Linked DNA regions of Mus musculus: all the other regions are linked to region 7. The links are chromatin contacts, called in public promoter capture Hi-C maps. All regions are on one chromosome and are shown on one strand. Each heading gives the region's core, a stretch centred on a gene start, on an enhancer-like site or on the middle of the called end of the contact. The rest is flanking DNA. Distances are from core to core; before and after follow the strand shown.

Region 1 (3,528 bases), core at 312-2,811, 1.3 Mb before region 7:
AGCATCAAGCTCACTACATCTGGCTTAGAGATAAGTCTTGAATGAAGAAGCATATTGGGATTTTATTAGCATACGTGTTGTCATTTGAATTAGTAACTGCCAATTGTTTGATAGGCAAACTGGTTCAAAACAGGGAGATCAAAGGGTCTCTCAATTGGTGACACAGGCTAGCTCTCTGTCACACTGAAAGCTGTTGAATTCAAGCATCTACAGATGTGCTGAGGTGTCCTGGCTTGGTGACTGGTTGGGGGACAAAGGACCTTCCTGAAACAGCTTCTATTTACTGAATCTATTTTTCCACTCAACAGCTACCCAGTATGAATATAATCATTCCCATAGTACAGAGAACACAGGCTGGTTGGCAGAGGGGAGGTGGCTCATCAGAAGTCCATTTACTGGCATTTTAACACCAGGCTGAATGGCTTCAGGGCCAAATGAGGTGAAGGTGACTTGAGTCCCCATAGGGCAGTCAGTTCCTCTGAGTTGGCACTGAGAGGTTGGACCTGGTTCTTGGGTCCCAGGATATGGGGCAGCACACACCATTCTGGGACTGTGAGGTGAATGAAGGCCTCAGGATCTGGGAAGCCACTGGCTAATGCGGGCTCCTCCAGGAAAATGTGGGTTTCCGAGATCTTGTAGGCCAGGGTCCTGGAACCCCTTCAAGACACTAGGGAGAGCTGACGCTGGACCCAGGGAGCAGAAGAGGAGAGAAAAGCCAGCCTGGAGTAGAAACAGGAGAAGTGGAAGAGATGGGAGGGGGTGTAAGGGGGGAGGAGAAGGGGAGCCCTTCCTTGGGCAGGAACCTGGGGCCCCCCTCAGCGCAGGCTGTCCGCAAAACGATTCTGCAGATGGAAGGAATTAAGTGGGAGGGGGAGGGTCCTATGGTGATAGCGCGAGGAGTGTGTGTGTGTGTGTGTGTGTGTGTGTGTGTGTGTGTGTGAGTGTGTGTGTGTGTGTGTGAGTGTGTGTGTGTGTGTGTGTGTGTGTGTGTGTGTGTGTGTGTGTTTGAGGGAAGCGAGGGAGACAGAAGGAAGCTTCAAACGAGACACGTTTAAAGTGTCGTTAGAGAACATCGAGACAGTCACAGAAACACAATCGGACTAACAGCAAGAGGAGGGACTGGGAGAAGGAAAAGCTGCAAACGCCTAATTAACTAGAGAGCTCCTGGGAAGTGATGGGAACCAGCATACAGTAGAACCAACTGAATGTTTGGGCCCAATTGATTCTGAGCTCCTAGGCTGGGGAGCTGAGCTGACCCCGGGGCGGAGGGGGGAAATTCGGGAGGGGCCGCTCCTGGTGTGGGGGTCGGCGGCGTGCTACATGTGCGGACCCGCCTTCTTTCTTGTCTTGCCCCTCCCCCACATTCATATTCAATAAGACAACCAATGGGGGAGCGAGGATAGGACCGAACTGGCCGGGGTGGGGCGGGGTCTCTGTGGACCCCACCCTAGGAGCGGTCCCCGGAGGGGTCAGCGCAGAGGCAGATAGCGGATCCCCGGGCGAGGCGGGGCTGGCAGCAGGCGGGGCGGGGCCAAAAGTTTCCTGCCCAACTTTCTCTGCCTCTTTCCTCCGCCCGTGCGCGCCCACTGCTGCAGTTCGGGGAGGCGGCGGCGGCGGCGGGCGGCTGCGGGCAACGCGCGGGGCGCGGGACGCGGGGCGGATAGCCGTCGGGGCCGGGGCGGCTGGCAGTGGGCACAGGCTCCCCGGTGCCCGCCCCTCCGCCGGGAGGGGGGCGCGAGCGGGCGGCCGGGGAGGGGCCGGCACCGCCACGGCAAAATGAGCCTGCTGTCTGCCATCGACACGAGCGCCGCCTCGGTGTACCAGCCAGCCCAGCTACTCAACTGGGTCTACCTGTCGCTTCAGGACACACACCAGGCTAGTGCCTTCGATGCCTTCCGGCCCGAGCCTCCCGCCGGCGCCGCGCCCCCGGAGCTGGCCTTCGGCAAGGGCCGCCCGGAGCAGCTGGGTTCTCCCCTGCACTCCAGTTATCTTAACAGCGTCTTCCAGCTGCAGCGCGGAGAGGTGGGTGCCCCAGCGCGCGCCAGCCCGGCGCTCACTGTTTCAGGCCCCTCTTCTATCTGTTCCGCTCTTCCTGGCATGGCCCAAGCCGGCCCCGCATTGCCCAGTTCGGCTTGGCTTGACTTCGATCAGCTCTGCCAAATTTGCCGCCCGAAGTCCCTGGGGCACCAGGAGCGCGTCACCTCCCGGCAGAGCCTCCCGGAGCAGCTCAGGCCTGGGCAGGGCCCTCCCGCCCCCTCTCCGAGTTTGGAGCCCTGCTCCTAGTAAGCAGGCTCAAGGGTGTCTCCGGATTCTCTGCAGACTGCCGGGGTGCGGCTAGGGCGGGGAGCCCCTTCCTAGTCTTTCCTTCGCCCAACCTTATGAACTTTTCTGGCTGCCATTCTCTGGGACGGAGGATTGCAGAACCTGCTCTGAACTCTGAAAGGGCCTAAAAGAATCCTCCCACCGACCTCCATAGTTCTTAACCTGGAGGGCTCCCTGGAAAGTAGTTGCTCTTCCAGGGGCTTTTTCTCCTGTTCCCACCACTTGGGAACCCCTAGATCCACCCTGCAGCTGCTTGCCCTCCCCCAGGCACATAGGAAGTGGTTTCTGAGGGCTTGACCTAGCAGACTGTTCTGTCCCCTGCCTTCCCAGGCTGGAAGGAAATGAAAGGGAAATCCTTGGGGGGCGGGGGGGGGAGGGTTAGGCTGTGGCGATGGGAGGGCTCCAGCTGCCTAGTGCCTTCTCCCAAAACCTGGGATGTGTTGCAAAGGCTGCCTGCTCAATGGATTCGGTTACAAAGTCTACTGGACAGTGCATGTTACCAGCTAGATAAATACACAGGTGGCCGTGACCTCCCAGCCTCCTTTGCGGGTCTTATCCAGAGCCTTCCCAGAATCCATCTACTAATGGCACCCCACATCCGTTTGCTCCATTTTGGAAATTGCCAATACCCTCTGTGCCTTTCCCTTGCCCCCTGTGGTTTCCCTCTGCTAAAAGACGCAGGAGGTAGAGGGACACACACGGGGTCACTTTCACCTCTGACCCAGAGGTCATTGCGAGTGAGGCCTGTATATGCTGGAGTGTGCTGGGGTTGAGATGTGGCGTCAGGAGATCACCCTTTCTGGTCTCAGGTATGTGTTCAACACTGCCATGGTTTACGGGAAGACTCACAGACATGTGAAAGGCCAGCACTCCCAAGGCTGCCCTGCTGCCCTATGGAATAGAAGCTGTGCAGGAGGTCTGGGTATGGGGGCAAGACTGGAAAGGTGCCTGCAGAGCCCGGGGTGGGAGTGGGGGTGGGGGTGGGGGAAAGCACTTACATGCCAAGGCTCTTTATAAACCATAACACATGCTCTCTGCCCTGCGGAATGGTTCCTGGCTGGGATCTTCTTTCTTGTAACAATGTGTTGTCTCTTGGGGAGCTGACTTTAGGTGACCAAAGGCTTTGGAGAACTGTTTGTGGAGTATTTCTTTACTGGCTGGGTGTTTTCCATTATTAATTCTCTTAGCAAATATTTGTTGAGTTCT
Region 2 (3,855 bases), core at 687-3,186, 1.2 Mb before region 7:
GGAGCCTGCTAAGCTGACGTTTGTAGTCCTTGCTGAGGGACTGCTAAGGGGGCCATGTTTGCTTTTCTTGCTCAATGGTCAGGCTGTGTGAAGGAAGAGCACTGTTGGCTACTGGTCCTGACAATCTGATCTACTTCCCAAAAACTTAAACTGGACACACAAAAATAGTCTGTGCTGGGTGTTAGAATTGAGGCTTGAGGATCGAACCTATATAAAATGCAGTCACATGGTAAACTCAAGCTTGGCTGGGAACAGAGCAGGGAAGCAGCAGGGCAGAAGCCAGGTGGCCATAGACAGCGCTGCATAGCCTGCAAGGAGAGCAGTTGTTAAGGCATTTATGGACTATGGCTGTGTCTAGATGCTGTGGACAGAACCTGATTTGACACGGACAGGCTCCTGTTCCTAGTCTGTCAGAGGCTCAGCAAAGGCTATTAGCCTGAGTCACAGATGGCCTAAGGACTCAGCTCCCCTTCAGGACTTGGTCCTGTTGAGGGTCCTATATTTAGCCAGTCATCACAAAACTTTGTCCCACAAGCCATCAACAAGAGATATCGCTCCTCACCAAGAGGGACAGATGCCCAGAGCTATTCACAGTCACATGGGTTTCAGGATCTCATCTGGGGACACCAGGGCAGAATTCTTCCACATCAACACCCAGACCACTCCATTGTTTCTGTGTGTGCACAGACCAGCAGGATAGGGTGGTGGTTTAAAAACCAAAGCCTGGAGAGAGGGCTCAGAAGTTAAGAGCACTGTCTGCTCTTCCAGAGGTCCTCAGTTCAAGTCCCAGCAACCACATGGTGGCTCACAAACATCTATAATGAGATCTGGTGCCCTCTTCTGGCCTTAAGGCATATGTGCAGGCAGAATGCTGTAAACTTAATAAATCTTAAAACAAAACAAAACACCAAAGGCCATTCCCTCAGACCAGTCCTTAACACCCATAAAACAGCTAACTCACCAGAACCTTCATTTTTTGTCCATTTATTTAGAAAAAAATTAACATGAGCAAATGAGATACCTCAGTGTTACAACAGAGTATAGAAATGTCTAGCAATAATCAAATAATTTGATCTTTAAATACAAAATAACCACATGAACACCTAATATACAGGTTTCATCTGAATACATATTTATTAGATAAATATTAGAGGTCACATCATCTAACTGCATACAGCTTTGCAAGACTAGAAATCACAATTAGTTTTTTTTTTCTGACCAGTCAAAAGTATGAAATGATTGCAGTGTACATACGATGTACAAAGACAAGGGCGGGTTCTGTGGACGTCACTTCAGGCTGCACGTGTGGGTGTGGATGTGTGTACGTGTGAATCACCTGTGATCATGATATCAAAAACTTATACAAAGTATATGAATTTGGTTACAATTTTCTTCTGAAATCCCCGTTTCTCTTCATTGTTTCCATAGCACCCTAAAAATACACAGGTGGCAGGGCCAGGACACAGAAGGTAAATAGTACATGTAGGTAAAAATAAAAACAAAAGGGAACAAAAACGCCTCTGCACACAGGGTCAGTATATTACAGGAGACAAGGACGGAGTCACGAAGGCTAACAAACGGGATCTAGTATTCCACGTAGAATGAAGGAGTTCCAAGCCTTTTGTTGTTTCTCTGTTTTGTAAAATAAAAACAATACACATTCCGGGAGAAATGAATGTATCTTGTTGACATGTCTATTTCTCATTTACATATGTACACACGGCCCTTGAGTCGCTGCTGCTCTCTGCCTCGTCTGGATTGGTCAGGCCCGAGGGCCCATGGGGAGCAGACCTGTAGCTCTCTGGGATTTAGGGCTTCCGTTAGGGAGAAAGTGTTAGGAATCTTTTAAAAAATAAAATGGCTACAGGATACGTGAGACATGAATAAAGCTTCAAACCAAGAAGATGAGGGTGATCGCCTGTGCGGGGGGCGGGGCCTTTCCCATCTGCGCATGCTCTCTCCCAGCCCAGCCGCTTAGCTGAGTGGCGGCTGGTACGTGCCTATGGGTGGGTTGCTCGTTGTGGTAAAGTGGCTTGCTGAGACCTCATTTCGGAGGTTACTATGGCTCCAAGTTGTTGTAAGAAAGGACTGAGGATCTTTCCAGAGCCTAGGCCTGCCTCTGTTTATGGATGTCACCTTTACCTGCGTCTGTCACTACCAAGGCATGGCTCCAGCCCCCGATGTCTTTGTAGCTCTCTCAAACCCTGGATCGGCTCCAACATTTCTCTGGAAGGAGACATTTCCGGAGTGTGGGCTTCAGGCTCTGTGGTGAACTTGCTGGTGGGCACTTGCCTGGGAGGGAGCCTTAGGAAATCAGCCTCAGGTGTAGCCTCGGGTGTGAACGGAGAGATGACCAGAGAGGCTGGGCTACTGGGAGTGTCTAGGCCTTTTGCACTGGAAAGCTGTGGAGAACCTGGGCATGCCTTGACAGGAACTAGCAGGGACCCCAGGCTGTTCTGGGGCACAGTATCACGGCAAGAAGCAGGAACTTGTGAGAAAGGCATTTGTCAGTCTGAAGCTGAACAATCCGTACAGTCCGACAGAGCACGGCCCTGTGCCGGGCCACCGACACTGGGTAGGGATAGCCACGGGGTACCTGGTGTAATGTCCCTACCAGCTGACTGAGAGTGGTTCTCAACAGTGGGTTGCCTGGTCTCTCAACTCGAGCACAGCCGCCTCTTCTGCTCCTCTCTCATCTGTACAAATAGCCCTGGTTGGTTTTTGTTTGTTTTTGTTGTTTGTTTTTGTTTTTTTAAAAAAGGACTCGGGTTTTGTCACTGAGTCAAGATATTTTAAAAACACCAGCAAAGGCTATAACCAGGTCATGAAAATGTTGAATATTATCAAAGACAATACTAAAATATTCACAAAGATATTTACAAAAGCGATTCTTAAAATAATTGATTTGCATACTGAACACACTGCTTGAAAAAACCTTAACAACAGGACAAAGGAAGAGGAGGGGTGGGGAGGTGGCAGCTTTCCTTGTGCCTTTTTTTTTTTTAGGGTGACAATAAGTCAACAGCTAGGGGTCACCTTTCTGGTTCAATCTATATTAAGAGTGCCAGGGAGCACAGAGGGAGGCTAATGACCGATGACAAATGAGGACGCTGGCAGTGGACAGGAGGCAGGAGAAGGCCTTGGGTGGCAGCATCGGAGAAGGGAGCAAAGAATTTACAGATGGGACTCATGTGAGCGGACAACCTGGCATCACCACAGGCATCACCGTAGGCCATGAGGCTCAGGGGGACACAGACCAGCCTGGCACAAAGCAGGCGAGTGACAAGCCAGCAGGGGACTCTAAGCTGGATGGAGTGAAAAAGCAGAGGAGGGCCAGAGGCTGCACTTGCTGGGTGAGCAGGAGTGTGGAGCGAGCTCTGGATGGAGGGAGAAATACAGGGAGTGACAGGCCATAAATGCCACAAAATGCCTGCCTGCTGAGATGCTCTGGTGCACCCAGCAAAGGTCTGGGCTGGAGACAGGCAGCTTTGAGCAGAGAACCTGCTGGACCAGACTGAGAGACTTGGAGATCCATGAAGGCCCTGCTGTGGAGTCGTTTCCCTGGGGGCCTATGCTGCTTCCCTACCATGTGCCCCTACAGCTGTCTGGGGAAAGGAGAACCCAGAGGGAAGTGGGTCCCATGGAATAGTCTCAGAGAAGGAAGTATGGGTAGGAGGAAGGAAAGAGAACATGGGGGGAAATGGCTTGCTTGCTGTCCAGATACAATGTTCCTTTCCTTCAGAGCTCCTTCTTCAGAGCTCCCCGCTGCGGGTCATTTAAAAGCAGGGATTGGCTTGGGGCAAAGCTGCAAGGCCCTGGCTGCTTCTGTGGGGCTCTGGCTGGCATCGTCCTCTG
Region 3 (3,826 bases), core at 1,323-3,822, 1.3 Mb before region 7:
ACAGCTGCCTACACAGGTCCCACCAGAGGCCGACACTTTGTGCTTAGGGGATTCTGTTCAAAGGCTGAACAGCAGTATATTCTAGATTCTCAGACTTTCACTTTCTAACAGGGACAACCCTAATGTTTATCAGCGTGCACACAGGAACAAGCTCTGGCCTGGGGCTAGTGAAACGGCTCAGAGGGTAAAGTTGCTGGCCACCCAGGCTGGCACCCTGAGTTTGATCCCTGGGACCCATGTGGTGGAGGGAGAGAATCAACTCCCACAAGTTATTGTCTGACCTCTATACACAGGTTGTGGCGTGCATGCCTCTCCCCCCACCCCCACCCCAGGGAAATAAATAAATACAGGGGAAAAACACTTTGGGGGGGATGATGTAGTCTATATGCATAATGGTTTTATACCCCTAAACAGGAATATGGTATGGATATACCACATAACTAAGAGCACCTTGGGAACATCGTCTTTGGTGGGAGAAGCCAGATAAGCACAGTCTTATGTTGTATGTGGAAACTTGTTCATACAAAACAGAGGAAAGCTAGGGCAGTGGGTAGATGTCCTGGTACTAGATATCATATTCATACTGGCCTTCTCTGTCTGTCTGTCTGTCTTCTAACATGGCTAATGGCTCTGTGCACACTGGGCTCAGTGTTCAGGTGAGCATTGCACAGCTGCCCACCTGCTTCTGAGCAGTTGGTGAGTGGAGAAAGACTACCGGCTCAAAGGTCACCGAGATGATGTTCCCATCTCGGCTCTGACTAAAATTTGCCCCAGTTCCCTGTATAACTCAAGTTTCTTGATTTGTCTTTTGGCTTATCGGGTTCTCACTCGTCAAGTGGGGAAACAAGGTGGTTAAGGAGAGAATAAAATAAGTTTTTCCTGTCACTGGTATTCAGGACACAGTAATGAGTACAAGGGCATGTGTGTGTATAGACACACTCATACACACATGCACACACTTATACACACACAGACAAACACACTCATACATGCATGCATGCATGTGTGCATGTATACACACACACACCCCTCTGGGGTGGGAGTCTGCTAGGAACAAGGAAAGGACAGTCAGATGCCAGTTCCTTAGGAGACAGACCAGAGGGACACTTGGAGTCTGTGGGCCAGGGGAATCTGAGAAAGCTTACAGGTGGAGTTTTGCTTACACCAAGAGGCTCCCACCCCAGAGCCAGGTCTTGCCCCACCATGCTGGGTAGAAGCTTTCCTGGGAGGCACAGCCAGTTCAGGGAGCATGGAGTTGTCCGAACGCCACAAAGTAAAGCTGGGCCCAAGGTTTCTGACCCAGTGAGTAGCATTCCGAGAGGCCTGAAGCCTGAAAGGCCTGCGGAACCCCAGGTATCTGAGACCCCAGGCTTCACAATGACTTGGGTTGAGTGGCTACAGCCTCTGGATTCTTCTCAGACCCCTGCCTGGGCCTGTCCTGCAGCCTCTGATACTCCCGTTGGGGGCACAAAGGAAAGTTGAGTTGGGGGTTAAGGGTTGGGAGGGGAAGCCTACAGCTGAGCTGGGGGCCTGGGAAATTTGAGCCCAGCCACAGGCGGCCACAGGCAGGAGAAAGCCTGCTGAGCCCTAGCCCAGCCTCCCCAGCAGTCCCAGGATTAGCTCAGCAGCCTTCACTGTGCCCTGGACATCTGTAGTCTGCTCCCCTATCTCCCAGGTTCATGGAGGTGAAGGAGCCAAGGGACAGCTGTGTCTTAGAGCCTAAGACTAAGAGAATCCAGCAATGGCAGTGGAGCTGTCTGGCCTCGGTCCAGAAAGGCCCTCCCCCTTCCCCTTGCTTATGAGCCCCAAGGAACTTGGATGAGGAGGAGAGGAAGAGCAACAACACTTGTGTAGCTCACCAGACACAGGGGCACTGAGGGCCCCTTACCTCATTCTCAAAACTGTCACAAGGCTACCAGCACTTGTTGCCTTAGCTTAGAAGACTGGCTCAGAGGGGTTAAGGAACTTGCCTTGAGTAACCCAGTGGAAGTGTCAGGATAAAAATCCAGGTTAAAAGCAGTCTACTTCTGAATCTTGAAGCCCATTTGGACCCCAAAGAATGAGAAGGCAGTAGCAGGTTGCCCTGTTTGCTGACTGAGAGCTTTTGGTGACCCTGACTACATCATTGGGTGGCATGCTGAGACAAGAGGCTTTGTGAAGGTGGCTGGATGATCTGTCCCATGGATCTGGCATCAGTTGAGAAGGTCACAAGTAGAGAACTCAGCTGGAAAAATAGAGGCAATTCGGCTTAGAGAAGTCTTTGAGGAGGACGGATTGTTGATGGCCTAGTACAGACTCACCAGCATGGGGACCCAGTTCAGCCAGGATAGGTTAAGTTTTGCTACAATAACAAACAATCCCCACATTTCATTGGCTTCCACAACTCTTTGTTTCCTGTTCCTGCTACTCATTCAAAACAGGTCAGCACAGGGAACAGGGTGGGGGCAGGGGGCTGCTGTGCATTCTGCTAGCTCATGGATTCAGGCCAAATCAAGCTTCATCCAGACAGTCCTCCCCATATTTTGGCAGAGCTAAAACTGCACACTAGCTTTTAAAACTTTAGCCTAGTTTTTACTGGCCAAAGGAAGTCACACAGTGTATTAGCCAGCTTTTATTCACTGGAAAAACATCTGATATAACTGAGAGAATAGTTTTATTTTGGCCTGTGGTTGGTTAGCATCATTGCTTGGGCCTATGTTGAGGTTGTACCATGGCAGAAGTATGTTGGAGAGGAGAATACTACTCATCCCATGTTAGCTGGGAGAAAGGACCAGGGTCCCAATATTCTCCAAGGCCATACCCTGTCCTAGTTAAGTTTTTCATTGCTGTGAAGAGACACCATGACCACAGCCACTCTTATAAAGGAAGTTTCACTAGGACTGGCTTAAAGTTTCAGAAGCTTAGTCCATTGTCATCGTGGTGGGAAGTATGGTGGCACACAGGCAGACGTGGTGCTGGAGAAGGAGCTGAGTGTTCTACATCTGGATTGGCCGGCATCAAGAAGAGAGAATGACACTGGGCCTGCATTGATTTTCTGAGATCTCAAAGCCCACCCTAGTGATACACTTCCTCCAAGAAGGCCACACTCATCCCAACAATGCCACATCTCCAATAATACCACTCCCTGTGTGTGTGTGTGTGGGGGGGGGCGGGGGGCATTTTCATTCAGGCCAATGGGACTTCCAACTTGGCCTCACCTATTAAAGATCCCACCACCTCCCAATCGTGCCCAGACCATATTACCACTTACCAAAACCACAGCCAGGGAAATATCTAACTTGATGCTGAACATAAGCATACATGCACCCTATCCTGCCACTGCTCAGAAGCAGACAGGAATGTCTCATGGATAACAACAATGACTACCATAGAGCCAAAGGGGCAACAGGAAAGGATGTGGGGGGAGGCACATTTCAGCATGATCTTCCCGGAAAGCAGCGTCTGTCAACGGCAGTTGGTAGATGCACCACGGGAAAGTACTAGAAGGTTCTTCATGGTCAGCGGAAGTTGGGATGAGGGCTTTACAGCCAGAAGTAGTTATGTCCAGTCCCTATTCTTCCCTCTTTCTTTCTTTTTTCTTTCCTTCTTTCTTTTCTTCCTTCCTTCCTTCCTTCCTTCCTTCCTTCCTTCCTTCCTTCCTCCCTCCCTCTCTCTCTCTCTCTCTTTCTTTCTTTCTTTCTTTCTTTCTTTCTTTCTTTCTTTCTTTCTTTTTTTTTAAAAGATTTGTTATTTATTTTATGTATGTAAGTACACTATCGCTGTCTTCAGACACACCAGAAGAGGGCATCGGAACCCATTACAGATGGTTGTGAGCCACCATGTGGTT
Region 4 (3,554 bases), core at 467-2,966, 1.0 Mb before region 7:
CCCTCTCTCTGTTCATTAACAGGTACATTAGTTCAAAGCACACCCCTCTATCTCCTTTAACCCTTCCAAGTCTTAACCCACATTCCTTGGAGTCCTGACCCACTCCCTGGAAGCCTTGGGAAGACACCCATATATACACTGAACTGGGCTGGTGCCAAGCAGCTTTGAAGAGGTTGTCTCAGGTATCTGCCAGGAGGGAGGAGGACCTTCTCATAGCACACACAAACACACACGTCTACATGCTCATGTATACACACACACACACACACACACACACACACACACACACACACACTTTTCAGATCCAATGACCTGACACCCCTGCCTATGAAACGCAAAGCTCAGACATGGTTCACCTGCTGGGCTGGAAGACGGACAGAGGGCCCTCCTCACCCTCAGGGATGTGTGAGGAGCTTGTGAGTGGTCACCCAAGTCCAGATGTTCTCACCAGTCACTAGCTCATCCTCTGCCAAGGGTTTTATTTCACTGACTGCTTATGCTAGGCAAAGTGTCTTCTTGTCCCTGGCTTTTTACAGATGATGCCCAGAATGGACACGTGACTTGCTTGCGGGGACCACCAAACTGGCAGCAGATCCTGAACAAAGAATCTGGAATCTGGGCCTCCGGCATACAGGCCTGCCCTGAGGTGTCTCCTGTGTGCCTGAAGTCAGTGGTTGTCTGAAGGAGCCCAGTCATGCATATGCAGGGTGAGAAGCCCCTACCCGTGGGACAGCGTGGCAGGAGGCAGAGCAGGTCAGGGTCAGGGCACGCCTTCCTTTCTCAAGAGGGTAGGATTCTTGGTGGTGGCTCCCACGGGAATAGGAGACGCTTCAGTCGGGAAGCTTGGGTGGGCCAAGGTAGTGCTTGGGTCGGGCTTCCTGTGGGGGTGACCTGTGTGCCTGTGGCCCTGGGGACAGGACACGCTTCATTGTACTTCATCCCTGGGCTAGACCCATCCTCCCACTCCCCCCAGCTTCCTGTCCCATCAATTCACACTGGGCCCAGGGGAGAGGGAGGGCCTCAGAGGCCGCTTCATAAGGGCTGATCCTTTCTGGAGGCAGGACGGACTGGGAAGCCTGGTGGGCTTGGCCACCATGGCCTCTGACCTCTGAGCCTCTGACCATTTGGTTTACAGGATGAGGCCATGATAAAAGCACCACTTGCTTTCTTCCCCGGGCATACAACCTCGGATGTGGCTGGACAGGGCCTTTGGGAACTGGCTTTGCCTAGTGCTGACAGGTCAGACCAGCTGATAGTGTGCAGGGAAAGGTCCATGGAGCCACTGATGCACACTTGACTCTAGCAGCGTAGGTAACTTCAGCCCAATCTCCATGGCTCACAGGAGTTGGGGCTATATCTACCCAGGCTGGGGGTACAGTAAAAAAGGACGTGGGTGGCCTGCTCTGGGGGCTTAGTGGATATAAACACAGTCTCCTAGTTCCCCCCTGGCTCCTCACTGCTCCCCCAGGCAGTTCTTACACATCAGAGTAAGCAAGGCCTCCTAGCTGGCCTCTAGGCCTACAACCCTCTTCTGTCCATTGAGAGTGGGAGGGACCAGGGTTTCCCTGGAACACAGTTCTTCTGATTGCACATGGTAGCCCAAGTGCCCCCTACCCCCAACCAAGATTAGCCCCAGCCGGCCTCCTGGCCCTGGACATCCTGACAGGCGGGAATGTGCATCTGCTAAGCTTTGGCAGAACTGATAGGAGCCACACACTGGCTGCTAGTTGTAGACAAGGGGCCTGATTAGAGAGTTGGGACTTCTGAGGCAGGAAGCTTGGGAGGGGCTCAGAGATGCTGAAGGCCAATGGTCTGTGGCCTCAGACAAGTAGGGTGGAGGATAGAGGTCAGACTTCAGTCTAGTGGCAGGTGGCCAGCACACTAGAACAACCAGATGACTGTGGGCAGCGGAAACCCAACCTGAAGGCCCAGATGGCTCTAGCTTCATTACTCTGTGCCCGCCCAGCTCAGCACCCATATTCACATGGGACTGGTAAAATGGCAGTCACCAGCCACACCCCTCTGGATTTTCTCTGCACAGAGGCTCCCCATGTATCTTCTTCGTGCTGAATATTGTATCCTCAAATGTTATTGAAGCAAAGTCTGGTGATGCCCTGCATGCTCTGAGGTGGCCCTCGGTACCTCCTCATCTTGGCACCCAGTACTGAGAGTCCTTCTCCCTCCCAGAGCCCAGTTAGCTGTATCTCAATTCCTATACATAGCTGCTTCTTCTAACACGCCTTACCTTCTTGACCCCTTTGGCCTATCTGGGAGGCTGCCATTGATTTGACCATTAATACCTTTAGGGCTGGTTTTCCTGGAACACAGGGCTGGCAAGGACACATGCCAAGAAATATTTGTCAAAAGAAAGAAGAGAGGGATGAGCCAGCCAAGAAGGGGATACAGACAAGAACATAGGTAGCTCACCAAATAGGACTCCCTCACTACTCAGTGGCAACTACAGCTCTTCTCTTTCTGGGCCTGGAAGGACAGCACTGTTCCTAGAAAGACTGGCGAACACGGCAACGGCCAAGCGAGGCCCATTTCAGGGCTGTCTTATCCCGCCTGGAGGGTTCATAGAAGTCCCCAGATGTTCAGAGGTCATCTTGGCCTGCATATCTGTCAGCTGCAGGCAGCTGCTCTGGCTCTGGGAAAGGGGGCCCGAGGAAAGGCCCCTCCTCGGCTAGAAACACCTGCTCAGTCCTTGGTCCTCGAGGAACACAAGTCTCTTACCTGCCTCACTGAGCTCTGACTGGGGGCTTCGACATCCTGAGCTATGGGAGGTCAGACAGGGCAACTCATGACAAGGTCATAGGGTCCTTACCGTGGCAGGGGACTGGTCTCAATCCTCCAACAGGAAGGAAGTATGTCAGATATGGGGTTCCCCAGAGGTTCTAGAGAAAGTCTTTACCTCCACACAGACCAGGACTTGACACACAGTAGGGACATCACACACATTCATTGGCTTTCTGGGTATGTGTTGGGCCACAACAGTTGGAGGCAGCTTTCTTATACCAACCCCCATCTCTGGCTAGGATGCTGCCTTTTAGAGCTCTGCCTTGCCAGAGCTTCCAGCCTCTCTGAGGCAGGGCTGAGGGGAGTTTCTGTGGTCAGATGGATGGTACAGGCGCAGGCTGGAGAGTCTGCTGGAGAGGATCTATACAGGGCTGGTCCCAGCCCGGGAGCTCTAACCCCTGGCTCAGGGCCCTCCACTGTACTACAGCTCCCGTCCTCTGTCCTTCACTGCATGGCAGGCTCCTTGCTTCAGCTGGCCTGAACTGCTTACTTAGATAAACGGGAAAAGCAGCCACGTGATGGTCAAGGTTCCCTTGGTCTCACAGGCATGTAGGTACCCACAACCACACACTGTGGGCCAGGTGGCAACAAGGCCCTGTGGCACAGACTGGGCCAGCTCAAGTTTCTGAAGGACGAGTGACCAGTGGCCTTTGCTCACTTTGCTCTGTGCAAACGTTTGTTTTCTGCTTCCTGGCCCTGCTGGGTGGGAAGCCAGGACTGTGCGGGACACAGAGGACAGGATGGGGAGGGGAATGTGC
Region 5 (3,727 bases), core at 1,130-3,629, 1.1 Mb before region 7:
CATGCACTCAGACACTGAGACAATAGGACAGCTAAGAGCTGCAGGCTATCCTGGGTTACATACTGCCTCCAAGTCCAGATTGATTTGCATAACAAGACTGTCTTTAAGAAAAATAACTGGGCTGGAGAGATGGCTCAGAGGTTAAGAGTACTGACTGCTCTTCCAGAGGTCCTGAGTTCAAATCCCAGCAACCACATGGGAGCTCACAACCATCTGTAATGGGATCTGATGCTTTCTTCTGGCGTGTCTGAAGGCAGCGACGGTGTACTTGTAAGTGTACTTGTAACTACTTATACTTGTGTACGACGGTGTACTTGTAAGTAAGGTATACTTACATACATGAAATAAATAAATCTTTAAAAAAAAAGAAAGAAAAGAAAATAACTAACAGCAAATAAGTAAAGCCTGCCGACCTGTCAAAATAATTCTGACCTGTTGCTACCAATGACTATCTCTTTAGGTTGCTGTTGGGGGCAGGGGTGGTGGTAGCTGCACGCAGTAGGCTCTTTATAAATGTGTATCTCCCTTCTCTTCTTCCTCCATGTATCTCTGATCTCCAGCTCAGTGACAGCATCGTTTAGGAAGTGTTCCATAATGAGGCAGAAGTCGGCTGCTCTGACCATCTTGCCTTCTGCTAGCTCTGGGCATGCCTTTCCTTCCGGAAGGGAAACTGAGGCCTGAGCAGGGGTGGCCTGGCCAGCAGGCAGGGCTGTCTAAATGGAGTGGAGACACACTGGGGCCTCATGGCTCACAGTGGCCACCCTACCAGTCTCCCCAGTCTTCTCCCAGGCAGGAAGCCAAAAGGACTCCTGCAGAGCCTGGCCTGCCTCTCCCATAAGTCAATCACCTGGGAGGCCAGTGGCCCTCTGCCTCGCCAGGCTGACAGATGACGGGGAGGGAGAGGAAGCTTGCCAGGCAGCCAGTGGGGGTGGGAAGGCCAAGGTGGAAAAAATCAGAGCAGGGTTTGAAAGATGAAGAAATAAACCTGCCAGGAGGGAGACAGCCTCAATCTGTCCTCCATAAAGCTGTCTCAGGGCCACCAAGGACGTCGGCGGATGGAGGGGACCGGAGATAGCTCCTCCTGGAACCTCTGCTGCCCCCACAGCCCAGCTGGCCTCCAGATCTGACTTGGTGAGGGTTCCAAAGAGGGACCTGGCTGGGTTTCTGGGGCATAGCGGGTGACAGGAGGGGAAGGTGGGGGCCTGAGGCCTTTTTTATTTTTTTTTGGCTTTCCTAACCATTTGCACACAGATACAGAAGGCACTCGATACTGACATCTGGACCAAGTGAATGGAGGAAGGCATTGTCATGTTTGCAGTTAACAGAAAGAGCTTGGGCACAGCTGAGTTGGCTTCAGGGTGAACCACAGGCAACCTATGTCAAACTACAAAACTGAGCCTCTTGGTACCTAGCTCCCAGGCCCATGTAAATCCACCTTCTCTAGAAGCTTCCTTGTAGGGTGGGCACCTCCTCATGGCATCCTTGGTAGCACCCATCCTAGCAAGTGTGGGCAGGAGAAAACTAACTGTCACGTACTCTCATTCTCTCCTTGGGGCCATGAAGAACCCTGGTTTTTAAAAACAGTGACCCTCAAAATCTGCTCATGACGTACGATCAACAGATGAAAGGATCTTAGGAAGTGACAAGGCGGGGTAGGGGGTGGGGGGGAGGCGGGGAGCCCAGTGCAAGGCAAGAAGGAACCCTTGGGCAGAGTCAGGGCAGTTCTGTTTTTCTCCTTCCACTTCTGTGACTGTCAGGCTGGCCACAAGTAACACGCGTTACTAAGGAAAACAGGACATTATTAAAATCGGCAACGAAGATGTGGCTCCCACTAAATGCTGCTGCCTTCCTGAGTTTATGGCACAAACTCAAAGAAACCCAGGTTGCATCAGACAGTGAACACCACTCAGAATCTTTCTCTGAGACCCGCAGTCCCAGAAGAAGACTGTGTCAGCCTTGTCTTTACTGTGTGACACTGGTCATGCTCTGTCCTTCTCTGTGTGCCGATGTGCTTCCTGAACTTGCCTTCTCACTTCACAGGCTGTGCATGAAGACAAAGGGGTCTTGACAGATTATATCTAAAGTGCAAGTAAGGCTCAGAGAGCTTCTTCTATGAGTGGGCCACTGTCGGGCTGGAGGGCAGCTGAGGTACTTCTCAGGCAGGGTGGAGGAGTCTGGCCCTGACTCAGGAGGCTGGGGACCAGCTGAAGAGCCACTGTTTACAGTGGAAACAGCCTTGGAGCAGGCTCACTTTTCCACTGTTTTTGTGGCACTGCTTTGGGGGGTGGGGTGGGGTGGGGGTGGTGCAGGGCTTCCTGAGAGCGGGCCAGCTTACCAAGGCCGCATGGAGCCCAGCCCCGTGTCGGCCTCCAGCAGGAAACACATGTTTTCATTTCACAGGTCCTGCTAGGCAGTGTGTGCAGGCTGGGCTGCACGGAGACTCAGGATGTCACTCCTCCAGCAGCTTCAGCCACAGGTACCCATCATATTTCACGCTGCGAGCAGCTGAGCACCCAGGAGCACTCTGCAGACCACAACCCAGGCTGGCAAATTTCCAACCCAGTGGAACTGTTCTAGGCCCAGGGTGGCAGCAATGCCAGTGGACCACTGCACACTTATAACGGGCCAGCCAGGGCGGCAGCCTCAACGTCTAGGGGTAAAAGAAGGATTTCACTGTCTCTTGCTCTGATCCTGGTGAGCTGTTCCGGGTTTCATGCATCGTCTTTGGCTTGAGGTCAGAGACATGCAGGAAGAGATCTCCCTCGGGAGAACAGGTGCAGACTGGAGCTGTGGCGGATAGAGGCCAGAGCTATGCATTTACTCTAAGGGCTCTGGGCCTTTCTAGACAAACACTTCTCAACTCCAGGCCTTGGTTTCCCCCCAAGGCAGGAGACACTCAATGGCTGCATCCTCAGAGTCCCTGGCCCTTAACATCTCCATTTGGCTTGTTCAATGAGCTCTTTACCACCCTAGCATCCCATCTCTGATGAACAGTTTGAACATGCTAGTCCCCACCCGTACTAGACTTCCATTTTAAAGGCTGGGCTTGCAAGAGGGCAACTATTCTGTAGAAGGGGTTCCCAACATGAATATCCCCTCCATGGAAACTGAGAAGAAATAGCCTTGTGTTCTTCTACTAACTCAACGTTCACTGGCTCCCCACTGCCCATCAAACAAAGGTGTGCCCACAGGGCTTTGTCCTGTGACAGGCCTCCTAGGAGTCTCTCTGGAGCTCTACCTGAGTGCTCAGCTATGGGACTAGCTTTGGCTTTCTTCCTGATGTCTCATGTTCTATCCAGTTCAGCATGGCTTCTCCCTGTGCCTCTCATAGGAGCTGTGGGTCTCAGGCAGCCCTACAGAAGACTCTCTTTGGTTCTGCAGCTACAGTAAACTGGGTACATTGACTACCTTAGAGGATGCTAAGAAGGCTCCTACCTGGGTGTCCTGTGCCACAGCTGACAGCATGGGATATGCTGGCCATTTTGGTATTCCTGGATAAGGCTAGCTCCCACTGGATGGCAAGGATCCATCCTCCCTCTTTATTACTCTACACACTTTCTTCCTGGACTTACCCCGACTAGTCAGAAAATAAGATGAGCCGAGCCCAGGTGCTTTGCAGATAGCATTGCTGTGGCTCTCCAAGCAGCTCCCTGTCTTATGGGAACTAACAGGGAGCCAGCCCTATCCCTGTAAAGATGCAGGTGGCTCCCTATGCCCATGGTTGAGG
Region 6 (3,476 bases), core at 118-2,617, 1.4 Mb before region 7:
CAAGTTCCAGGCCAGCCAATGCTAAATTGGTAGACCTTGTTTCAAAAGCAAGCAAACAAACAAACAACAACAACCCCCACCCCAAATTAACAAGACAACAAATTAACTCACACAATCCTCACAGTGAGTCTATGAAATAAGAATTATAATTACCCTCATTTTACAGTGCAGAAATTAATGAGGTATCAGGAAGGGATGGAGGAATCCGAAGTGGACACCTGTCTTAGAGCAACAGACTGTGTGGGTGAGCTCACCTTGCTTCCCCAGCTAGAGAATCCCGAGAACAGACAAAGCCTTGGGGGAACAGCCCTGTTAATCCTCCAGGAATTCCCAACAACTGACGGAAGCAAGAAAATAATGAAGGAGAATAATGGGAGCAGGCTGAGGGTGAGCAAGACACCTGGCCCTTCCCCGCAAGGATCTGGGTCCAAGTCTAGTCATCCTTTCGACAATGACACACACCGCCATCAACAAAGTTGAACAGCCCAACCCAGGGCCGCATTTGTAGCTTTCTTCCGCAATAAGGCAGCCTCGGGGCAAGGCAGCCTCGGAGCAAGCAGGGAGCAAGCTAGTTGAATCCTGTAAAGGGATCAGACAGGTAGGCTGACACTCTAGGTGTAGGGTCTGGGAAACCCAATCTCCAAGGACGCCCACTGATTAGCCGGCGGGGAGAAAAATCTCTAAAGAGAATGTGCCCAGCATGAGTTTAGCTATTCTCCCCCAGATTTGTTTGACACCTTGTACGCCTTTAGGAGACTGGCCTGAGCCCACGGGACGTCCGGGTTGCCAAGCTCAAGCAAGCGTTCTTGAAGACTCTGGAACGAGAAGCGGGGGCAGGGGCAGAGGGATCCTAGCTGGATACGCGGTAAGGAAGACAGGCAGGCAACACGGCATCTGGCACAATCGTGCATTCTCTGGACCGCTTAGGAGCCTGCCTTATATAAACCCAGGGTGGCAGGTCCAGGAACCCGCGCCCTGCAGTTCCGGAGCAAAGTTCCCAAAGACAGCTTTCTCGGCCCGCTGGGCTCCGCTCAAGCTTCTCCCGGAAGCGCACTGAGGTAAGACCTCAGTCACCCCCAAGTTCGCACACCCTGGGACCCTGCGGTCCCAGGCTCACCTGCCCTGACCCCGTTCAACTCCGGGCCTTGTCCTCGGGGGAACATTGCACCCCACGCCACGCGCGAATACCCCTCATGCGGAAGCCGCCCGCCGGGACCCTCACGCACCTGGCACCAGGGACCGGGACACTGAGCTCGGATAGCAACTCCTTCCTACTCCCGCTTTCCTGGATCCTAACCCGAGAGTGTCTGCGCACGGTCGAAGGAGGAGCCGGCAAGGCGGAAAACTCTCCGGGCGCGGCCGCGTTTGTCGCCCCGGGGCGGAGCCGCACGAGATGGGCGGAGCCTCTCTGGAGGGGCGGGGTGCGTGGGACCACGCCCACAGGTGAGGGTTGCGCTTCAGTGGTAGCTTTGTAGGAAGCCCCGAGCTTTCCGGAGCAAAGCCGCTCTAGACCTCAGGATGAGAGGACATTCTCGCGGGTGTTTATTTTCAGGAGTTTGACAGCGAAAAAAAACTTAAAACAGTCACTGTGTACGGCAGGAGGAAACTTCACAATGGAAAAAATTACCACCTCAACCAGTGACCAGGGCCAACATCAGCAGTGGTAATTTATATTGATCTTCTGTCGTGTGGTGTCTTCCTCCTGGAGACACATGACCCCATAGTAATCGTGCAGAAATATCAGACAAGCCCCAATTGAGGAACTCAGGACTGTCCAAAACTCTCAAGGTTGTCAAAACAAGAGGAGTCTGAGAAGCTGTCACATGGAGATATGAAAACTAAGTAATGTGACATCTTGGATGGGATCCTGGGAAAAGGACACTAAGTTAAAAAAAACAATGACATCTGGACCATATATAGATTTAATAACAATGCATCAATATTGGTACATCTATTGTAGCAAAAATACTAATATGTTAATAACAGGAGAAGACCCACGTTGGTTGTTTATTTAGAAAAAGGTAGTATAGTGAGTATGATTGTGTAACATTTAAAAATAAAAATTAAGTCTCTTACTCTCCCCAGCTCACATTTAGGCACCTCCTTCCAGATGTTCAACACACTTCTACGTTTGTGTTGCTTGCTGTGCTTAAGCAAATGTATTTGTTTATAAAACAGGATTGCAGTATTTTTTTTTCCCCTCACTTTATATTCGAGTGTCCTTTCAACTGACGCCCCAGGACCAACCAGGTTCTTCGGAAGACTGCACAGGATCTCCCCCCACCCCTTACGGATTCTTCACTATCTAGCTCCCACCTGGGGTACACTTCTTTCATGGCCCACTTTTGATTTGCAAACAAGCCATTTGTCATTTGCATTTTAGGAGCCCAGTGGACTGTAAGAGCCGGAAGAAGCCTGGTTGGCAGGTGTGGTCTGCTTGCTCCAGCAGATCGGAATGAGCTAGCCTGCCAGGCTACTGCCTCACAGCGGGAAACTCAGGCTTAAGGTTTCAGAGTGAATGAATAAATAAATAAATAAATAAATAAATAAATAAATAGCAGAGGAACATGATTACTCCTAGGTATGGTGAAGGAGAAGGTTTATTGTAGAGAAAAAAGAGACATAGTCAAAGGCAGACACATCTGGGAGAATCCAGAATGGTCATGACCCAGAGCCTTGTGAGGAGAGTGGGGAGGGGAAAGGAGATGGGTGAGAGAGGAGAACCAGGTACAGCAGCTAGAAGCTAAAGGTACAAAATAAAGGGGGAGGGGTAACTAAAATCATTATATTATGTAGAGAAAAGCAGCCCTGTACCGTGGCCTGCAGAGTTGTGGGTAGAAGGCAGGTTATGCCAGCCACAGGCTGTAAGGTAAGGCAGGGTATGCCAGCCACAGGCTGTAAGGTAAGGCAGGGTATGCCAGCCACAGGCTGTAAGGTAAGGACTGAGGAATTCTGAGGGTCCAGGGTTTGAAACCTAACACAAAACATCACATAGAAAACCTCCAGGCTGGAGAGATGGCTCAGAGGTTAAGAGCACTGTCTGCTCTTCCAGAGGTCATGAGTTCAATTCCCAGCAACCACATGGTGGCTCACAAGCATTTGTAATGAGGACTAGTGCCCTCTCCTGACTTGTAGGCAGGCAGAACATTTAATAAATAGATAAATAAATCTTAAAAAAAAAAAGAAAGAAAACCAAAAGGGGATGGGGGAACACTTAATAAATAAATAAATAAATCTTTAAAAGAAAGAAAACCAAAAGGGGATGGGGGCAGGCATGGGGGCAGGCAGAAGGGCAGAAAGAACAGGGGGACATGGTGGGGACATGGGACTTGTGAAGTCTGCCACCAAACCAGCCCCAAGCCTTTCTGGACTCCAGGGAGCGACTGTTATCATACACTCTCATGGTGGGGGGGCGGGGGGGGGGTGGAGTCACCTGGCTGCAACCCCACTCCTCTGGCCCATTCTTGCACTTAACT
Region 7 (3,470 bases), core at 165-2,664:
TTCTTCTTTGCATAATCTAAAGAATCATAGATCATGCCAAAGCCAGTGGTCTTGCCACCACCGAAGTGGGTTCTGAATCCAAATACAAAGATGACATCTGGTGTGGTTTTGTACATTTTGGCCAGCTTTTCCCGAATTTCTGTCTTTGGTACTGTTGCCTTCCCAGGATGAAGGACATCAATGACCTATAAAGAGGTGTAAGAGTCAGTACTCCTTACAAGTTAACTACATCTTCAAAAGCAGACACAAAGACCACATTTTGACTCTGATCCTTACCATCTGTTTCCTCTGAAGCAGACGGTTGGTCATGAACTTCCTGGTCCGGATGGTTACTGTGTCATTCTGCAGGTAACACACAAGTCAGTAAGATGTTAAAAATCTCGTCTTGCCTTTGCTCTGGCCTTTCAGCAATTACTAGCAATGCAGTCTAGAAAGAGGCAGGAATTGGGGACAAGCTATAAAGGAAAGAAAAGGCAAAAAAGCCCCAAAGCAGGCGACAGCGCCTCATAAACTACCATAAAACAACTCATTTTCTCTCACGTCATCCAAACTTCACTTTAGATTATGGCTATCATTTGAAGTACTACTGATTTTGTGATCTCACATATTGATTTGAGAATCCCTGATCACCTGACACTGGACACCACCAGGACTCTCTACATGCTGCAACCAATGCCTCTAGTGCTTGGAGAGAGAAGTCTCAGTGGTTCCCAGCATCTCTCAGTGGCTACCCAGACACAGGACTTCGCCAACTTCTTCCCTAATTAGAGTAAGTACCGCAGTAGCTGGCATTCAGCGAGCTTAAACAGACACGAAAATTAGCAGAGATCAACTCAAATCGGCAGCTTGCACATGGCTGCTTGCCTTCCGAGCTCGACTCGAGGAATCGGGATTAAGTCACCTCGATAGCACCATGCACGAGTCAAAGAACAGCCCGCGCGTGGCGGAAGGCTCAGTCCTCCGCCTCAGAGAAGTGGACAAGGCCACTTTTTGGCGGTCCCCGAGGCACCCAAGTTCTGCTCCACCGCTCAGTCCGCTGGCCCAAGAGCCGGAGGCGCCTTCGTCACCTTGGCCCGCCAGCGCCCGCCTCACTCGTGCCCCTGAAGCTCCACAGGGGTTTCCATAGCCGAGGCCCGGGAGCCCAAAGCCCGGCGTGTTCCGGACGGCGGTGCCGGACAGCCGCGACTCGGCGACCCCGGGCGACCGGCCTCCGTGAGGCAGGCCGGAGCAGAGTAAGTGGGCCCCGGATGGCTGCAGCTCTAGTGGGGTCCCCGAACAGGCAGGGATGGCGCGGATAAGCGACGGATAGTGCTGAGAGCCCGAGGAGACTCACCATGATGGCTACGGCGCCGGAGCTGGAGAGGAGGAAAAGAGGACCGCTCACTGCCGACCAATCATATCAACGCGCAAGGAAGGACCCCAGCGCGGGGGCGTGGCTAAGGCCTTGGGGTAGACTACAGCAATGCCTGACCGAAAGTACTTGAAGCCACGCCTCGCTAGCCCTTAGCCACGCCCCAGACCTGGGCTCTGGCTGGCCTGAATTGGATCCACTCAAATTGATGTATGGTTACACAATCGCGTGTATATTTCCCATTCCCTTCTTTTCCGTCCTGCATTTGTATTTTGTTGTTTTCTGAAACAGGAGTTCACTATATAGCCCTGGCTGCCCTGAAACTATCGCTGTAGATCACGCTGACCTCGAATTCAAGAGAACGGCCTGCTTCTGCCTCCCAGGCACGTTGGATTTGAGAAATGTGCGCTACTTCACCCAGTAAAGTTCGCTTTCAATGTCATTTGTTTAAATCGGCGGTTCTCAGCCAAAGGGTCACGACCCTTTTGCAAGGGTTGCCCAAAACCATCAGGAAACAGATATTTACATTACAAGTCAAAATCACAGCAAATTAATTACAATTAAGTAATTACAATTAAGTAGCAACGAGAATAATTTTATTTTTTAAGTATTTATTTATTTATTTTTGGGTTTTTTGAGACAGGGTTTCTCTGTGCTGTCCTGGAACTCACTCTGTAGACCAGGCTGGCCTTGAACTCAGAAATCCGCCTGCCTTTGCCTCCCAAGTGCTGGGATTAAAGGCGTGCGCCACCACTGCCCGGCAGGAATAATTTTATAGTCAAGAGTTAACACAATATGAGGAACTGTAGTAAGAGGCCGCAGCGTTAGCAAGGCTAAGAACCACTAGTTTAAATCTTAGAGGCAGGTAGTTGGTTTAAATTGTTTCCACTAAGCAGGGCCTAAGAGGTAGAGGAAGGCAGATCTCTGAGTTTGAGGCCTACAAAGAGTTTTGGGTCAATCAGGGTTGCACAGTGAGACGCTGACTCAAGAATAAAATAAAGTGCCGGGCGGGCGTGGTGGCACATGCCTTTAATCCCAGCACTCGGGAGGCAGAGGCAGGTGGATTTCTGAGTTTGAGGCCAGCCTGGCCTACAAAGTGAGTTCCAGGACAGCCAGGACTACACAGAGAAACCCTGTCTCGAGAAACCAAAAAAAAAAAAAGAATAAAATAAAGTAAAACTTGTCTCCAAAAAAGTTCATCTTGAAGGCATTTAAGAAAGCCATTGGGGTCGGGGTGGGGTGGGGGCTTTGATCAGGGCGTAAAGTAAATAAATTAATTAATGAGAAAAAAAAGGCCTTTCAGTCAGCATCCCTGCTTTACACCAGGGAAATAGCAGAAACCTTAACTACTCACCCCTATTGCATTGACGTGACACCACGAGTTGCTAGTGACTTTTTCATAAGGTTTTTCGTGTGTGAGGCTTTAGGTTCTTTAAAACCAGACCTTCGAAGCCCATGCAAGGTCTTGAAAAATCCATTGCATTGCCAAGAATGATCCTGAATTCCTGATCTTTCTGCCTTCACCTCCCAAGTGGGGCACCACACCTAGCAGTTTATTGGATTGGAAGGGAGGATTGTGGCTCTTTTGGCTTTGAGACTTTCTGAGAGTCTTTTAAAAACTTGTGAGTTTTTAAAAGACTGGTTTTTATCCAGCCAGCCTGGATGACATGGCTGGATCCTGGCTCCAGTTAAAATTTTAAAAGAACTGAGGATGTAGGTCCACTCAGTGGCGGAACACTGTCTAATATGCAAAGGCTCTGGGTACAATCTACATTGTTCAGTATGCAATGGCTCTGAGTTCAATGCCCAGCTCTGGATGGAGAAAAAAAAAAAAAAGAAAGAAACTATCTATTTGAACCAGCTGTGGTGGCATACACCTATGAATGACCACACCAATCTGTGAAGTTAAATAAGAGGATTAGCCAAGAACTTGAGGCTATCCTGGGCTACAAAGCAAGCACCAACATACCAACTAGGGTTACATAGAGAGAACCTATCTCAAAATATATTTTGGGTTTTTTTTTGTATGTGTGTGAATCTCTGATCTGACACAAAATAAGCTTTTAATATTGCCTGAACCAGAAGTTAATGCTTTGCATAAAGTGGAGCAAACATGAAT

The links. Promoter capture Hi-C pulls out the DNA fragments that hold promoters and counts their contacts. Capture Hi-C pulls out chosen DNA fragments and counts their contacts.
Region 1: a contact with region 7 is called in a promoter capture Hi-C map of adipose tissue, with 6 times the contacts expected there. The contact joins the promoter of Zcchc24 here to the promoter of Rps24 in region 7. A contact is called at or near these places in 6 of 39 promoter capture datasets (the C10 cell line, cranial neural crest, hippocampal neurons and 3 more), 10 of 115 datasets of contacts at active chromatin or transcription factors (the 230-238 cell line, astrocytes, bone marrow-derived dendritic cells and 7 more) and 2 of 9 other capture datasets (adipose tissue and liver).
Region 2: a promoter capture Hi-C map of embryonic stem cells shows a contact between it and region 7, with 5 times the contacts expected there. The contact joins the enhancer-like site here to the promoter of Rps24 in region 7. A contact is called at or near these places in 15 of 39 promoter capture datasets (the 3T3-L1 cell line, 3T3-L1-derived adipocytes, the C10 cell line and 9 more), 1 of 15 datasets of contacts at CTCF or cohesin (large pre-B cells), 3 of 484 Hi-C or Micro-C datasets (bone marrow-derived macrophages, embryonic stem cells and immediate neuronal precursor), 23 of 115 datasets of contacts at active chromatin or transcription factors (the 230-238 cell line, acute myeloid leukemia, craniofacial prominence and 13 more) and 2 of 9 other capture datasets (embryonic stem cells and pancreatic islet).
Region 3: a contact with region 7 is called in a promoter capture Hi-C map of pre-B cells, with 6 times the contacts expected there. The contact joins the enhancer-like site here to the promoter of Rps24 in region 7. A contact is called at or near these places in 11 of 39 promoter capture datasets (the 3T3-L1 cell line, 3T3-L1-derived adipocytes, the C10 cell line and 7 more), 1 of 15 datasets of contacts at CTCF or cohesin (large pre-B cells), 2 of 484 Hi-C or Micro-C datasets (olfactory sensory neurons and pro-B cells) and 7 of 115 datasets of contacts at active chromatin or transcription factors (astrocytes, embryonic forebrain, embryonic hindbrain and 4 more).
Region 4: a contact with region 7 is called in a promoter capture Hi-C map of pre-B cells. The contact joins the enhancer-like site here to the promoter of Rps24 in region 7. A contact is called at or near these places in 9 of 39 promoter capture datasets (the 3T3-L1 cell line, the C10 cell line, HPC-7-derived erythroid cells and 5 more), 1 of 15 datasets of contacts at CTCF or cohesin (large pre-B cells), 1 of 484 Hi-C or Micro-C datasets (bone marrow-derived macrophages), 20 of 115 datasets of contacts at active chromatin or transcription factors (the NIH/3T3 cell line, SST interneurons, T-cell acute lymphoblastic leukemia and 16 more) and 1 of 9 other capture datasets (pancreatic islet).
Region 5: a contact with region 7 is called in a promoter capture Hi-C map of pre-B cells, with 6 times the contacts expected there. The contact joins the enhancer-like site here to the promoter of Rps24 in region 7. A contact is called at or near these places in 17 of 39 promoter capture datasets (the 3T3-L1 cell line, 3T3-L1-derived adipocytes, the C10 cell line and 9 more), 1 of 15 datasets of contacts at CTCF or cohesin (the NIH/3T3 cell line), 11 of 484 Hi-C or Micro-C datasets (cerebellum, cerebral cortex, cortical glia and 5 more), 23 of 115 datasets of contacts at active chromatin or transcription factors (the 230-238 cell line, bone marrow-derived macrophages, craniofacial prominence and 16 more) and 2 of 9 other capture datasets (adipose tissue and embryonic stem cells).
Region 6: a contact with region 7 is called in a promoter capture Hi-C map of pre-B cells, with 8 times the contacts expected there. The contact joins the promoter of Anxa11 here to the promoter of Rps24 in region 7. A contact is called at or near these places in 8 of 39 promoter capture datasets (the 3T3-L1 cell line, 3T3-L1-derived adipocytes, the C10 cell line and 5 more), 4 of 484 Hi-C or Micro-C datasets (CD4 T cells, CD8 T cells, pre-pro-B cells and 1 more), 6 of 115 datasets of contacts at active chromatin or transcription factors (large pre-B cells, pro-B cells, regulatory T cell precursor and 3 more) and 2 of 9 other capture datasets (adipose tissue and liver).

The regions. Positions count from the first base shown.
Region 1 is chr14:25,767,105-25,770,632 of GRCm38.p6, reverse strand. Zcchc24 (zinc finger, CCHC domain containing 24) reads left to right here and starts at 1,561. Exons shown (of 4, transcript NM_001101433.2): 1 at 1,561-2,022. The coding sequence starts at 1,777.
Region 2 is chr14:25,663,857-25,667,711 of GRCm38.p6, reverse strand. Zmiz1 (zinc finger, MIZ-type containing 1) reads right to left here. Exons shown (of 24, transcript NM_001310666.1): 24 at 969-3,855. Among named protein-coding and RNA genes, the nearest start is that of Gm52102, 4.5 kb to the right of the region's middle. Within about 2 kb of position 1,936, at least 22 of the 459 cell types and tissues checked have an H3K27ac peak or open chromatin away from gene starts, as enhancers often do. A contact at or near this core is called in embryonic stem cells and pancreatic islet, where this site is marked.
Region 3 is chr14:25,801,382-25,805,207 of GRCm38.p6, reverse strand. No RefSeq gene overlaps it. Among named protein-coding and RNA genes, the nearest start is that of Zcchc24, 34 kb to the right of the region's middle. Within about 2 kb of position 2,572, at least 21 of the 459 cell types and tissues checked have an H3K27ac peak or open chromatin away from gene starts, as enhancers often do.
Region 4 is chr14:25,523,328-25,526,881 of GRCm38.p6, reverse strand. All of the region lies in intron 2 of Zmiz1 (zinc finger, MIZ-type containing 1), which reads right to left. Among named protein-coding and RNA genes, the nearest start is that of Mir3075, 9.3 kb to the left of the region's middle. Within about 2 kb of position 1,716, at least 50 of the 459 cell types and tissues checked have an H3K27ac peak or open chromatin away from gene starts, as enhancers often do. A contact at or near this core is called in pre-B cells, where this site is marked.
Region 5 is chr14:25,546,078-25,549,804 of GRCm38.p6, reverse strand. All of the region lies in intron 3 of Zmiz1 (zinc finger, MIZ-type containing 1), which reads right to left. Among named protein-coding and RNA genes, the nearest start is that of Mir3075, 14 kb to the right of the region's middle. Within about 2 kb of position 2,379, at least 73 of the 459 cell types and tissues checked have an H3K27ac peak or open chromatin away from gene starts, as enhancers often do. A contact at or near this core is called in the 230-238 cell line, adipose tissue, bone marrow-derived macrophages and 4 more, where this site is marked.
Region 6 is chr14:25,840,046-25,843,521 of GRCm38.p6, reverse strand. Anxa11 (annexin A11) reads right to left here and starts at 1,367. Exons shown (of 15, transcript NM_013469.2): 1 at 1,227-1,367.
Region 7 is chr14:24,488,622-24,492,091 of GRCm38.p6, reverse strand. Rps24 (ribosomal protein S24) reads right to left here and starts at 1,414. Exons shown (of 6, transcript NM_011297.3): 1 at 1,334-1,414; 2 at 277-342; 3 at 1-185. The coding sequence starts at 1,336.